Regions from separate parts of the Bos taurus genome. Here region 2 is linked to region 1. Evidence: chromatin contacts called from public Hi-C data. All regions are on one chromosome and are shown on one strand. Each heading gives the region's core, a stretch centred on a gene start, on an enhancer-like site or on the middle of the called end of the contact. The rest is flanking DNA. Distances are from core to core; before and after follow the strand shown.

The links. A called contact is a pair of places that touch in the nucleus more often than the background predicts.
Region 2: a Hi-C map of liver shows a contact between it and region 1, with 2.0 times the contacts expected there. The contact joins two enhancer-like sites.

The regions. Positions count from the first base shown.
Region 1 is chr22:55,995,769-56,003,219 of ARS-UCD2.0, reverse strand. It overlaps LOC112443556 (U6 spliceosomal RNA), which reads left to right and starts at 1,584; the gene lies at 1,584-1,687. It also overlaps a transcript of TMCC1 not described here. Within about 2 kb of position 4,764, at least 7 of the 102 cell types and tissues checked have an H3K27ac peak or open chromatin away from gene starts, as enhancers often do. A contact at or near this core is called in liver, where this site is marked.
Region 2 is chr22:56,028,039-56,035,206 of ARS-UCD2.0, reverse strand. It overlaps a transcript of TMCC1 not described here. Among named protein-coding and RNA genes, the nearest start is that of MIR2372, 26 kb to the left of the region's middle. Within about 2 kb of position 2,971, at least 10 of the 102 cell types and tissues checked have an H3K27ac peak or open chromatin away from gene starts, as enhancers often do. A contact at or near this core is called in liver, where this site is marked.

The DNA.
Region 1 (7,451 bases), core at 3,515-6,014:
AGGCTACAGTCCATGGGGCCACAAAGAGCTGGACACGACTGAGTGACTAACACACACAGGTTTTCAAAGCACACTGTCTATCTTCTGGTTATTTAAAACCAAAACCACCTTGCTGACCAAAGTAAAAATCCTGAAGCTATTTACTAACTACAAGACATTATGCAAAAGTTCAGAATTTGTGCCAACATTTGTTAAAAGTTAGTTCCAAGACCAAGTTGGTAATTAAAAATAAGACTTTGGGATTATTATGACGGTTAACCAAGAAACTTTGTTTAAAATACACTGCAGCCAGTAAGAATCACAAACCTAATGCAGAAAAATTAGCCATTTCATTAAACACTCTCAGCAGTACCAGAAGGTATCAGCAGAGGGCCTCTAGAAACAGTGGTACGCAAGCTTTCTAAAAACATCTTTCCCAAGTAAACCAGGACATGAATTACTTCCCTGGTAGTGATATTTGCCAAAAAGAAAGTATAAGTTCAAATTAATTTGTCAACATCTGGTTAAGACTCTAGCTCAGAAATTAAATCTGGGAATTTCTCTTAAACTAAAATAATTCACCCCCAAACAAAGAAAGCAATATTCAAATGTCAAATATTGCTTTTCAGGTTACCACTCTGCACTGTAGGACCAAACTTTTCTAACAGTTTAAACAAAAGTGCCAGCTCTTCAGAATATTATTTTTTAAAAAAAACCGTTTGATATCTATTGTTGTTCAGTCACTAAGTCATGGCTTACTGTTTGCAGCATGCCAGGCTTCCCTGTCCTTCACTATCTCCCGGAGCTTGCTCAAACTCATGTCCATTAAGTTGGTGATGCCATGCAAACATCTCATCCTCTGTTGTCCCCTTCTCCTCCTGCCCTCAAGACATCTAAGATCATACAATCACAAATATGATAGAAAAGCAACATGTGCTATCTTACTGTAAGTAAATTAGGGCCCTACTGAACCAGGCAGATCCATATCACTTCTGATTTCCTAAGAAACTCTGTTATAATTTCAGAGGCTTCCTTTATCCCAGTAGGCTGAAAATTCTATTATTTGGAAGTTGGGAAGTAATTTTTTTTAAAGATAAAACAAAGTTCACTAGCAAAGTCTTATAACATTCTTAAAATTAGTGGGCATCTGTATTTTTAAAGCACTATCAACAAAAATTTCAACTGTTCTGAATTAAATTCTATGACTTTCACCAGGTGAAAATCAAAGATATGAAAAAGATTGCAAAAAGGAAAAGAAACTTCAAACTAGAGTTAAATATATTAAAAGAAGCATATCGGATCTTAGAATCAGAAAAGTGATAGGGACTTCCCTGGCGATCCAGTGGCTAAGACTCTGGGCTTCCAATGCAGGAGGCCTGGGTTTGATTCCTGGTCAGGGAACTAGATCCCATGCTGCAACTAAGACCTGGAGCAATGAAATAAATAAACGAGAAAAGCGATAGCTAAGCTCTCGTAACCACATGTGGAAACTGTATTCTGTTTTGGAGACTATAATTTAAGAAGAACACCGAAGAACTAGAACAACCAAGAGCTGATGGACCAGTATGACCAAGTATTCAAAATGACGATGTGAGAACACCCCAGCGCTTGCTCCAGCAGCACATATACTGAAATTGGAACACAGAGTATAGTAACGCGGGCCCTGCACAGGGATGATACTCAAATTCCTGAAGCACTCCGTATTTTTCATGGGCCTCTAGGGTCCTTAGTGAATTGTTTAAAACACAGATTTACATCTGTGACTGCCAAGGATCTTCCTGATTTGCAGTTTCCTGATGGAGCCCAGGGAGACTCCAAATTCATCTAGCATCCCAGAATCTCACTGCTAGAAGGCCATTCTTTAGGTCAGTTTTCTCTTTGAGCTACCTCCAGGCATTACTGATGGCTACAAGATTAGTTTTGGCAAGACCCACAACAGCAAAGGGTAGTAGTCAGAAGGATGACTTTTGTTACTCATCTGTAAAAGATGACCAGAGTTGTTTAAAAGTAGTAACAGAAGAAACCAAACAAGAGTAGTGGGAAAATCAGCCTCTGTCACTGCTCACATTCAAAAAGCTTATTTAAGTTATTTTGAAAAAAGAAAAACTTTGTCCCCCTTTCTTGTCCCCTACTTGATCACAACAATCATGTTCTTCAATTCTGACATACAAACAGGATAGAAAGACAAGAAAGCTGAACATGGAATCAGAAGGGACCCAGGGTCCCTAGTATCACAGTTATTACCTCAGGCTGTTTTTCCAACATTTTTGGATCTGTAAAATGAGGAGCTTGCTTAGGCTTAGCCCATAGCCTTAATAGTCTTTGCGTTTTTGCTAATCACCTGGCAATAGCCAGCGATCTTTTGGCTGAAAATCATTTGTGTTGCAAGGGGCTCATTTTGTAATCAAGGTTTCTAAATTCTTAGCTTCCTCATTACAATGATATTGAAATCTGTGTCAGGGCTCTTTACCCCAGTAAGATGTTACTGTGATAAAATAAAATGTAGTTGCCAGTTCTATTGCTCAGTCAGTAAAGAATCCACCTGCAATGCAGAAGACCTGGGTTGGAAAGATCTCCTGGAGGAGGAAATGGCAACCTACTCCAGTATTCTTGCGGGGGAAACCCCACGGACAGAGGAGCCTGGTGAGCTACAGTCCATGGGGTCACAAGAATCGGACACAACTTTGCGACTAAACTACCACCAACAAATATTTTACTTGATCTTTGGCTAAAGATATATTTTTGTAATATATAAACCAACAAATCCTTGCTAATTCTTTTTACAAAGAGATTTGTCCAAAGACTGATTTTTGAAATCAAACATCTTTTACATATTTTAAAGGATTCTATTTAGGAAATAAGATGCTTTCAAAGTCAAACCATAGATAAAATGAGAGACACTAATGCCTAATAAATACATGCTGATCCTGAAGTATGAAATCTGGTCTGCTCCCACTGACTGACGAAATCACAGGTCATGATGATGTAACACTGAAACAAGTCAAATATTAACAAATACTTACTAAAGCTAATACTTACAAACTAACTAAACAAATACTTACAATATTTTGCTAACTTGCCAAAGCTGCCTATCTTTCTTTAGATAAAATGCTGCATTATGATCATTGAAGAAAAACCAATCTGTTCCAGTAATCATCTTCTATCATACATGATCCTGGTCTGTCCTTCTATTTATCTACCTATGAGTCTTTGGGAAGCTAATAGTCACAAGACAAATTCTTGTAACAATGTTCTGGATTAAAAAAAAATAAAAACGAGTAGTGGACTTTGGGGGCCAAAATTCTCCCTCCCTCTTAAGACTGAAGGTTACTGATAAAGTACTCAAATCCTCTGTGAATAAAAGGGGAAAGCAGAAGGTATAGGCACATACTATGTTCCTTTAGAGGTCTAATTACTCTAAGGTCTCTATATATTTTGTAATATAAAGGAAAAGGAGGTTAAATTCAACTTAAAGAGTGAACTTGCCTTTGCATTATGTTGAGCCTTCGTCACAGAAGGAATACAACTCAGATGTTAAAAATAAAACCAAATAAAACTTGGAGAGGCATCCTTATGATGATAACTGTGCATGGTAAGTCTGCCAAGGTCAAGAACATCCTAGCTACACCTTCAATTCCACTCTTAGGACAACCACATTAAAAGTTAGTGTAAGATCATTAAGGATAATAAAGGCATCTTGCGGGTCACCACAGAAATATACTGCATTAGAACAAACATACACATTCTGGACCTCCTTGTGGCTCAGCTGGTAAAGAATCCACCTGCAAAGAGGGAGACCTGGGTTGGATCCCTGGGTTGGGAAGATCTCCTGGAGAAGGGAAAGGCTACCACGCCAGTATTCTGGCCTGGAGAATTTAATGGACTGTATAGTCCATGGGGTTGCAAAGAGTCAGACATGACTGAGTGACTTTCCCTTCATTTCACACATTCTAGACCTCTGAGTTAGGGTCAATAGCCTAAAAGTTACTTTCTTTGGCATATGAGTTTTGTTCTATAAAGTACCTTTACTAGAGAACAACTGAAAAGTCAAAACACATCTTCATCTCTGATTTATTCCTACTTTCCCATCCGGGATCGTTTCCTTGATAGTATCAGCTACCAAACTGACACTAAATACACAAACGAGAAAGATCTCTATTGGTTTTCATTTAAAAAATACAATTTTCAATGTTTTTGTTTTTAGGAAAACAGACATTATTTTACTACTTCTCCCAAGCAGACTTTAGGACTTTCAATTTTATCTTTAATTATTTTTAAAAGTATTTATTTATTCATTTATTTGGTTGCACTGGGTCTCAGCTGTGGCATATGGGATTAGTTACAGCATATGGGATCCAGTTCCCTGACCTGGGATTGAACCCAGACCCCAGTGCATTGGAACCCTGGAGTTCCAGCCACTGGACCACCAGGGAAGTCACTTTATTTATTTATTTTTTAAAAAATTTTTAATTGGAGGATAATTGCTTTACAATTTGTGTTGGTTTCGGCCATACAACAATATCTCTATTTTTAATTCTAACATTGTCAGTAAATTCTACCCACTCTTCTATTGTCAATTCCATTTCCACAGTTACCAATTCAGTTCAGTACTTTAAAAAGAGCGCCTATTACTACTACGTATGATAGTCACTACTCAGTCCAGCCCACATCCTAACAATTCCCTGAACTAGTGACTTCTCAAGGTATAATTCCTTCATTACTAATGGCCTGTCACAGTAGGAGTCATCTCCTCACTTCCGCCTACTTCTCCTGGTCTAGGGGTACCACCTTGTGGTCAGCAACAGGAATTATCCTTCCCATCACCTCGTTTCTTTCCCCTTTGGTAGAACATTACACCTAGGCTTTCTGGTTTTGCACACGGCTCAGTTAACTCAATCTTACAAACCTCCCTTTCTTTTGAACAGAGTAGAATGCCATCATGCAGTAATTTACTGCAGAGGGTAGTGTTCCTTATTTATAAACCCTGGGAAATTCACATACTCTAAGTCTACAAGCTATTTGTTACTGAATGAGAAAGAATGGGTTTTAGTCTACACCTTTGACAAGGCCAGTTGACATGACTATTTTTTAAAAAGCTACATATAAACACAGTAAATTTACTAAAAAAACAAAACAAAACAAAACACAGTAGGCCCCAAATGGAGTCTCTTATGCTAATTCTCGTAACATCAAACTGAGAACTAAACTACAGTTTTTTGCCTCTCCCAGAAATGGACTCAAACCAGCCAACCAGGAACTGCTGATTAGCATTAGTTAGGTAACCCTTGCCATCCTCTGTGAGGACAGTAACCTAGCAATAACCAACACACTTTTTGGACGAGTGTAACTTCCTTGTTCCTGCTCCCTTCTGCCTAGAAGTCTTTTTCTCTGTACAGCTCTTCAGAGTTCGTTTCTATTTGGCTCAGACTGAATGCTGCCCAATCCATGAATCATCAAATAAAGTCAATAAGCTCTTGACTTGGTTCAATTTCGTTTTTTTGAAAGGTACTAACACTTAGACCATACAACCTAAGTTTAAATAAGACATACAGATCAAATTCTCACTAGTTAAGAACTGTTTCAAGTATTGCTCCTCACCCATCAGGCATGGCAGACAGGTGGCTACAGCTTACGGCCTTGACGTACATTATCATTTTCTCCCCTTTAACAATGCCAAAAAAAATCCAACTTCCGTAACATTTCCTCATAGTACAGGCCCTTGGGACCTTACCCTTTGCTGTTCCCTCAGGTCTCCCTTCAGAGGTTTGGTCTGCTCCCTCGCATCCTCCAGGTCTTCGCTTGTATATCAGTGAGGTCTTCCCTGATCACTCTGCTTAAAACTTCCCTCCCTAGAAATCCTTATCCTCTTACGCAACTGTCATATCATGCACTTTACTTATATGTTTTGTTAAACTTCTCCAGAGCAAATATTTTTGTTTGTTTGTTTCACTCATACATTCTCAGTGCCTAAGACTGTGGTGGGCAAAGTATGGGCCGAGGCCCAGACACTGTTCACCAGTCAAACCCCGGCATGCCCATTCATTTACATAGTATGGGTGACTGATGTCATGCTCCGACACAGCTGAGTAGTTGCAAGACAGACCATATGGTGGAAAATACAATGACTACTTACAGAAAAAGTGTGCAGATCCCTAACCTAAAACAATGGTAGGTCAAACACTCAGTGGAACAACTACCAAGCAAACAAACACGGGGGGAAATGTCTCCGATCCCACGGTATTTTATAAAGATGTAACGGAAGAGTGTCTATACTGAGATATCACTATGAAGCTCTCCCCAGGCTGGCCACCTGTGACCCCTCTGAGGCCATCTTGTACTACTGTCCCCCCTCACTCAGCTTTTCCATACTGGTCTTGCTATTCCCTGGACACGTCAGGTAGGGAATGTCAGCTCCTACCCTGGAGTTATTTCATCCGCCTGAGTACTTATCCCCCAGAAAGCCAGCCTCATGACTAATTTCTTCATCTCCTCAAGTCTTCACTCAAACGTTACCTTCTCAGTGAGGCTTACCTTACCTTATACTGCAACTCCCCTCCCCTCTGTACACACCCCTAATCTCTTTCTTTCTCTAATTTTGCTCTTTTCTTCCCATAATACTCACCACACTTCATCGTAACATATTATTCATTTTTATATCTACTGTATGTTATCTCCTTCAATACAGAGTAAGCCTCCATAACAGCACATATGTTTGCCTGTTTCGTTTTCTGGTGTATTCTAACTACCTAGAAAACTGCCTAGTACATAGTTGGTATTTAATAAGTATTGATGAATAATTAAATGAAAGATTACTCCATTTCAAAAACTTCTCTGCATACACTCTCAAACTCCCTAACTAGATATCGTTTCTTGCTCCCTATCTATTTACTTCTAATTCATCAAACCAATAATTCAAGGGCCAAAGTATTGGATGTGTGCTCAGTCGCTCTGTCGTATCTGACTCTTCGACCCCATGGACTGTTAGCCCTCGAGATTCTTCTGTCCATGGGATTCTCCAGGCAAGAATATTGGAGTTGGTTGCCATTTCCTCCTCCAGGGGATCTTCCTGACTCAGGGATCGATCCTGCACCTCCTGCAATGGCAGGCAGATTCTCTACCACTGACCCACGTAGTGAAGCCCAAACTATTGGCATGAGGAGTAAGACACACCCCCGCCCTTAGGTAATTCTTCTTTCCGCTCCCACCGTCTCGTCTTTGATCCAAACTACTGTCATCTCTCTGGACACGACAGCCTTCCAGCTCATCTATCTGCATCCCACCTGAACCCAGTCTAATCTACTCTTCACACCATAAACACAGTGATATTTTCTAATCATAAAGGTGCAACTGTCCCCTTTGCTTAAAATGCTTTGATATTACTCATTCCTCTTAAATGGAGAAAAACTCCTGAACACTGTCTGCAAACCTCTGTATGAACTCCTTCCTCTCTCTCTCTCCAGCCTTACCCTCTG
Region 2 (7,168 bases), core at 1,722-4,221, 34 kb before region 1:
CTCATGGCGGGATTGCTCTAAACACCACTGCTTGTTTTCCCAGGCCTAGTTCGCTCACTTTCCCAGCCAATATCCTTTTGCATTGTCCAATACGGCAGCCACTAACTGCAGGAGGCTTTTAAATTAAGTTTAAAATTCAGTTTCTCGTTCACACCAGTTGCAGTTCAAGGCTCAACAGCCACATATGGTAGGTGACTATTACACTGGACAGCACAGATACATTTCCATCCTCACAGAAAGTTCTATTGGAAGGAGCCATAATCTTAGACAAAACTTCTTAGCACACTATTTACATCATGGGTTTTCTTAGTAAATATTTAGTAAGAATATGGGCTGGATTGCTAACACTTAATCAAACCAGTCTGAAATCTTTATCTGGACATCGAAACGTTCCAGACTTGGCTTCATCAAACTGCTTTGTACATTTTCTTTGCCAACACATACTCTGTTCGCCAAACTGCTCTCAGTGATCACGTAGTGGACAATGCTCATTATCACATTCATTCATTCTTTCATTCAATAAATAAACCACGTATGAGACACAGATTCCAGGAATACTGAAGAAAAGGAAACAGACAATAATCTTCTGACCGACTCTGCTTCCTCTCCGCTCACTGGCTTCCTACCCGTCTATCCTTCAAAGCCCATCTTCTTCAAGCTCTCCTAGCTTATTTTCCCCTCTCAAAGTTCTCAGGGCACTAGTACACAGCCCACATTTGGACACAATTAAGTAAAATTTAGTTTTATATTCTTTCATGCTTTATGATCCCACCTAGAATTCAATCTACTTAAGGAATTTGGCATTTACTACCAAGAGAGGAGATATTTCTGTGTTAATATGAATTTAACTTGGAGAAGGAAATGGCAACCCACTCCAGTGTTCTTGCCTGGAGAATCCCAGGGACGGGGGAGCCTGGTGGGCTGCCGTCTATGGGGTCGCACAGAGTCGGACACGACTGAAGCGACTTAGCAGCAACAGCAGCATGAATTTAACTAAAAGCAGAGTTATAAGAGACACTGAAATCTTATTTTATATATCTACTAAGTAGGACAATAACATTTGTTCTATCTAAATCATAGAATCAAACTAAATAAGAGTGAATAACTTTGATTTTTCTTGTTGGCAAGAAGAAATCTCTAGGGATTCATTATTTATAAAAAAGCTGAAAAATAAAGAGTAGGCAAAAGGTTACTATGCTGTTGTTACATTCAAGGGAAATGATGAAACCACTTTTAAAAAGTTATACACTAAGATTTCTGCTCAATAATAAAATACAATGTTCCATGGAATACTGCATTCTTAATTCAGGATGGCGCTTTTCTTTCCTTCCATTTTTTTCAAAGAAACAATTCATTCACGTTTTCAATAAACAGGAACTAGGCATCTACTATACCCTAGATGCTGAAGATACGTTAATAAAATAGACAAACACTCTCCAAGGAATTACATTCTTGAGGTGGGGGCAGGAAGAGGGAAAGAGAACAGATAAATTAGTAAATCATATAGTATATTAGTTATTGTACACTAAAAGGTAATAAATGATAGGAATAAAAAATAAAACAAGGAGATATCCTAATTTATATTTTAGAGTGCTCAGGGAAGGTCTCACTAAGAAGATCTGACAAAACAACACCTAAGGTAGGATCTGAAAGCAATGACCACATGAATGATGTGGCTCCCTGGAGAAAGAAGAACCCGGAGACAGCAGAGTACAGTGCAAAGGTACTGAGGGAGCAGAGTGCTTGGTACGTTCCAGGAATAGCTAGAGGGCCAATGTCAAGGAAATCAAACTGAATATTCATTGGAGAGACTGATGCTGAAGCTGAAGCTCCAATACTCTGGCCACCTGATGTGAAGAGCTGACTTGTTGGAAAAGACCCTGATGCTGGGAAAGACTGAAGGCAGGAGGAGAAGAGGACGACAGAGGATGAGATGGCTGGATGGCATCAGCAACTCCGGGACGTGAGTTTGGGTAGGCTCTGGGAGTTGGTGATGGACAGGGAAGCCTGGCGTGCTGCAATCCATGGGGTCGCAAAGAGTTGGACACGACTGAGCGACTGAACTTACCTTAGTGTGGTCAGAGAGTTAATGAAGAAACAGATTGTGTAGGGCTCTACGGACCGCGTACAAGTGAGTAACAAAGGAAAACACTGGAGAGTTTTGATCATATGAATAATATCATCTGGCTTAAGTTTTATTAGGATTATTCTGTCTTTTGTGATAAGAAGAAAATTCTAGTGGGGCAAAAGTAGATGCTAAAAGACTCGTGAGGAGGTTAATGCAGTAATTCAGGTGAAAGAGTGTGTCAGCAGAGAACAGATATTGGCAAATTCTAGATACATTTAAAAGTGAAGTCAAGAGGATTTGCTGATAAACTGGGAGTGAGAAAGAGGCATCAAAGGTGACTCAAAGATTTCCAATCTGAAGGGTGGAGGTGTTGTTAACTGTGAAGGAGAAGTGCAAGGGGACCAGGGGGGAAAGGATACCAGAAGCTTAGTTTGGGACATATTATGTCTCAAATGTCTGTTAGACATCCCGATGGAGATGTCAAACAGGCAGCTGAATATACGGGCCTGGAATTCAAGGCAAAGATCAGGACTGAGATTATACACTTGGGAAGTGTCAACATATAATGGTACTTAACACTGTAAGACTGGATGAGATCACCAAGAAAGTAGTAAACTGGACTGAGTCTAGGCTATAGCTACATAATTCAAAGATCAGGAAAGGAGACTGACTGGTGAGGACCAGTAAGGTGGAAGAAAAACCAAGAGTATGATATCCTGACAGCCAAGTGAGCAAAGTGTTCATTGAGGACAGAGCGACCGGCATGCCACATGTTCAAATCAAGAGGAGAACTGAGAACCAAGGACTGGATTTAGCAACACAGAGGTCACACTGGAGGTCTTGGCAAAGCATAAGCAGGAAAGCAACACCAGTGAAATGAACAGCCATGCCGGAGTCAAGGTCCCTGTGTCTCCACGTCTCCACAGCTGTAGGACTAGAGTGGTGCTGACAGACATGGCAGGCTCCCTCCCTGCTGACTCCTCCTTTGACTCTCATGGGAACTATTTTTACTTGAGCAGGACTTGGGAAAAAAAGGTAGAAGGGCATCTCTTGGGAATGTTTACCATCCTTCCTATGACTTTTCAGGTCAGTTGCTCAATACAATTTGATTATCATGAGCTGTGATATGTTATTTCCTTGTTTTGTTTGTTGTATTTGAGAATAGGAAATATGGACGGTAGCAGTAGATAGTGCTTCCACTTATCACCCAAAGCTTGAGTACTCCTGACAACTTCAACGGCAGAAAATGAAAACTTGCTTAAAAATTCAGCTAATTTAGATGCCAGAATGGGGAATTCCATTTAGTTTGTCCTTTAAGATAAGCTATTTTATACTAGCCATTTGCCCTTTCTCTTAAATTAAAAAATAGGCAAGGTGACTCTGGAAGCCATCAGTATATTCAAACACAAGTGTGTTTTTGTGGCTAATACAACAGCTGGGGTAGGTTTATCAAACCAAGAGACAGCTCAAGAATGAAGTATGAGGGCTTTTTCTCAGTTTAGCCCGACAGAGAGATGTCAGCTCTTAAAAGTCTCCATAATATCTAAATACCTAAATGTATTTGTTCTTTGACTAATAGAGAAAGGAAGTTTCATTAGGATTCTAGTTTCTAAGTAGTGATGTTTTATGCAGGAGTCTAAATGACAAAGTCTACAGAGGAACAACTTTTTGTATCTCCAAAGTCCAGGAAAGGCAGACGTAACACAGACAACTCCCCAATAGTCAGTATAGCTCTAGCGTTTCTTTCATGATCACTTTTTCAAAGGACATAGCACTTATGAAAGGTGGCTATCACCACTTGACACCGAGCTTTATTTATAAGGTGAAGAGGGAAGGCCTCTATATTCCAACATGCAACCAGAGAAAAGAAGACTGAAAGGCATGTCTTCCTGTATACAGACATGAAAAAAATAGATCAACATAAAGTTTACATAAACTTTACCATGAAGTTTACATGATGGGTGCGGGGCAGAGTAAGAAAATACTGATGACAATAAATAAACCAGAAAACCAGAGGGGAAAAAGAAAAGAAACTCAAAGGGAAATAAGGAGAGCTGAGGAACAAGTGTGTAGGGGTGGGGAGGGGGAGTAATTTTGCTGTTTTAAAGAAAACAGCTAAAGCCTTGCTGAAGAGGTGACTTCTGAGCTGAGACTTCAATGATGTACAAGAGCAATCCAAGCACATGTCTGGAGAAACAGGATTACAGAAGGAAGGAAGAACAAATGCAAAGGACCCAAGGCTACGTGTGCATTTGAGAAAACAGCAAGGAAGGGGGTATACTGCAAGTGGTCTGAGTAAAGGAAAAGAGCAGTAGGACGTGAGGTCACTATTCACCTTCAAACACAATCTCCATTTACTAAGTTCCAAGTTTTCTCCGAGTCAGAACACACACAGAATTTCTACTCTATGCCCTACAATTTCTTGAAGTCCCAAGGGTTGGGTGTTATCTCATTACAGTGATCAATAACATCATTTTGTAAAATTCGAAACTAAAATAATCACTTACCACTGGACACTGAATAGCTTGGGTCACATTCTCAATCTTCTCCAAAGAGAAAGTGTTCACTGAAAACAACTTTTATGGCTAGTCTCCTAAGTCTCAACACAATCACACATACACACAGAAACACTCTGCAACCCAGAGAAAATGGGCAATTACACTCAGGTGTTGTGTGCATCATTTCGATATACATTTCACCAAGTGACCAGAAGACAGGGAAAGAATGTTAGAGAAGTATGTTAAGACTTTACAGTTAAAATTCCATACATAATACTAAGTGGAAATATTAAATAACCCACATACATTATCTGGAAGACTGTTTCCTGTATTTACCCCTATAGAAGTTAAGGAATTTAGGATGACAACACTGTTCATTGGCTGGCTGGCTGTCAAGTCACTCAGTCGTGTCCGACTCTTTGCGACCCCATGAACTGTAGCCCACTGGGCTCCTCTGGCCACAGGATTTTCCAGGCAACAATACTGGAGTGGGTTACCATTCCCTTCTCCATGGGATCTTCCCAGCCCAGGGATCGAATGCAGGTCTCCCACATTGGAGGCAGATGCTTTACCAGCTGAGCCCCAAGGGAAGCCCACACTGTTCATTACTTTGGTTAAATTTCCCCACAGAAAATATAAACTAACTCTCAGATTAGATTTTTAAAGGATGTTCATATTAGAACTTCCCCAAACAAACAGGTATTGAATATGACATAGCTCTTCCTCTTAAAACCGTACCTGGTAATCTTGCCTCCTTCCTGGAATATTTTCCTTCTGTCCTTCCTTCACTGATATCAATGATACGCAAAGGAAGGGATTCTCCTGGAGCGTGCATCAGAACGGTGAGGTACTTATCAGGTCACCCCCAAAGTACTACTACTACCTTAAGCCTAAGTCACATTCTTACAGTATTAGTATTAATATGTTGGGGCTAAAGGGGAAGGGACAGTTGAGAACCACTAATCCAAATCCTTTGAACGTGAAAGTTACTGCTCAGTTGTGCCTGACTCCTGACAACCTCATGGACTGCAGTCTGCCAGGCTCCTCTGTCCATGGGATTTTCCAGGCAAGAATACTGGAGAGGGTAGCCATTCCCTTCTCCAGGGGATCTTCTCAACCCAGGGATCAAATCTGGGTCTCCCACACTGCAGGCAGATTCTTTACTGTGTGAGCTACCAGGGAAGCCCTTAAATCCTTTAGGTCCAGCTAAAATCTCACTTCCTCTATGGGGCTTCTCAAGCCTACCTCAAGTTCAAAAGAATAGTCTGTAAAAATAAAAAGCTTATTTTACTTTTTACCTTTTTTACACCCGCCACCCTAGTTCATATTAGAACTAAAAGATTAACTTTTCCTTAAGAGGAGTCCAAGAAAAAGGACTTGAATTCCAACACACCGTCATAAGAAGATAAATCTGTTGCATATAAGGTAAATTTCCATGATAAGAAATGTCTGTTTTCACAGAGAAATTTTAAATTTTCTCCTGACAAGGAACAGGTAGAGGAAATGTTTATCATCTCAGCGCTCAGACTCTAACAAGTGTAATTCTCTTGCTATTTTCAAATCTGAATTATTCGGACTCGGCTAGCATCTAAACTTTAAGCCTATCCATTAAAGTCAAACTTATTTTTATTTTCCTTAGCTAAGAATAACTGTATAAAATTAGATCTCTCCTGGTATACAACTAGATATTTTTTCTGGCAGTTGCAATCTAAAGTCATTTTTCTTGGGACTATAATCTAGCTCACAAACAGATCACAGAATTTTACATCTCTCAGGGATCCCAGATAACACTTTTCAGATGAGGAAAAAGCTTCAGAGAGGTAAAATTACTTGTCTAAAGTCACATAGCCAGCCACAGTTCACTTAACTTCAGCGAGATATACTTTTGGGATAAATTTTATTAAATGAAAAAGAAAGCTATGAAATGTTTATATGTGTTACCTTTGGATTTTAGACACTGCTGGCTTTAACATGGATTCTTCTCAAACACTAAACTTCTAATACACACAAAGTAATCTACTTCTTACAAAACACTAGCTGGAAACAGACTGAAATTTAATAGCAATTTCCTGTGCTACCATAAAGTAAGTTCAGTTTGCACTCTTCTTATTCAACATGTTTGCAGTAGGACTGTTACAGGTCCATGTGTACAGCGGAGGTTAGCCTTGCTAACCCCAGGGTGACCAAAAGGGCAAATTCTTTTAACTTTCTCATGTAAGCCAAATCAAGAGCATTTTAGTAACTATTACATACAACTTCTATATACAGACATAACAAGTAAAATGTCTTCTTGCCTTTATATACCATTCCCCAAATGGTATACAAATAGTATGGTTTTTAAAACAGTATGGTTAACTTACTCCAAACAGGTTCATCTAAACAAATTTTAAAGGGTTAGTCACCCTGTACTACAAACTTCTGTGTTACATGCAAAAGCTATCTTCAATCTGAGAATAACATGGATGGTTGGGATAAAGTTCCAAGCCCAGAAGAGTATCACCTTTCAACTATTAACCTTTAAGTAAGCTATTGGCAATGGGTTTCACTGAAGAATAATGAAATTCAATTCTACATTTTGATCTTTAAACACATTTAACTCAGA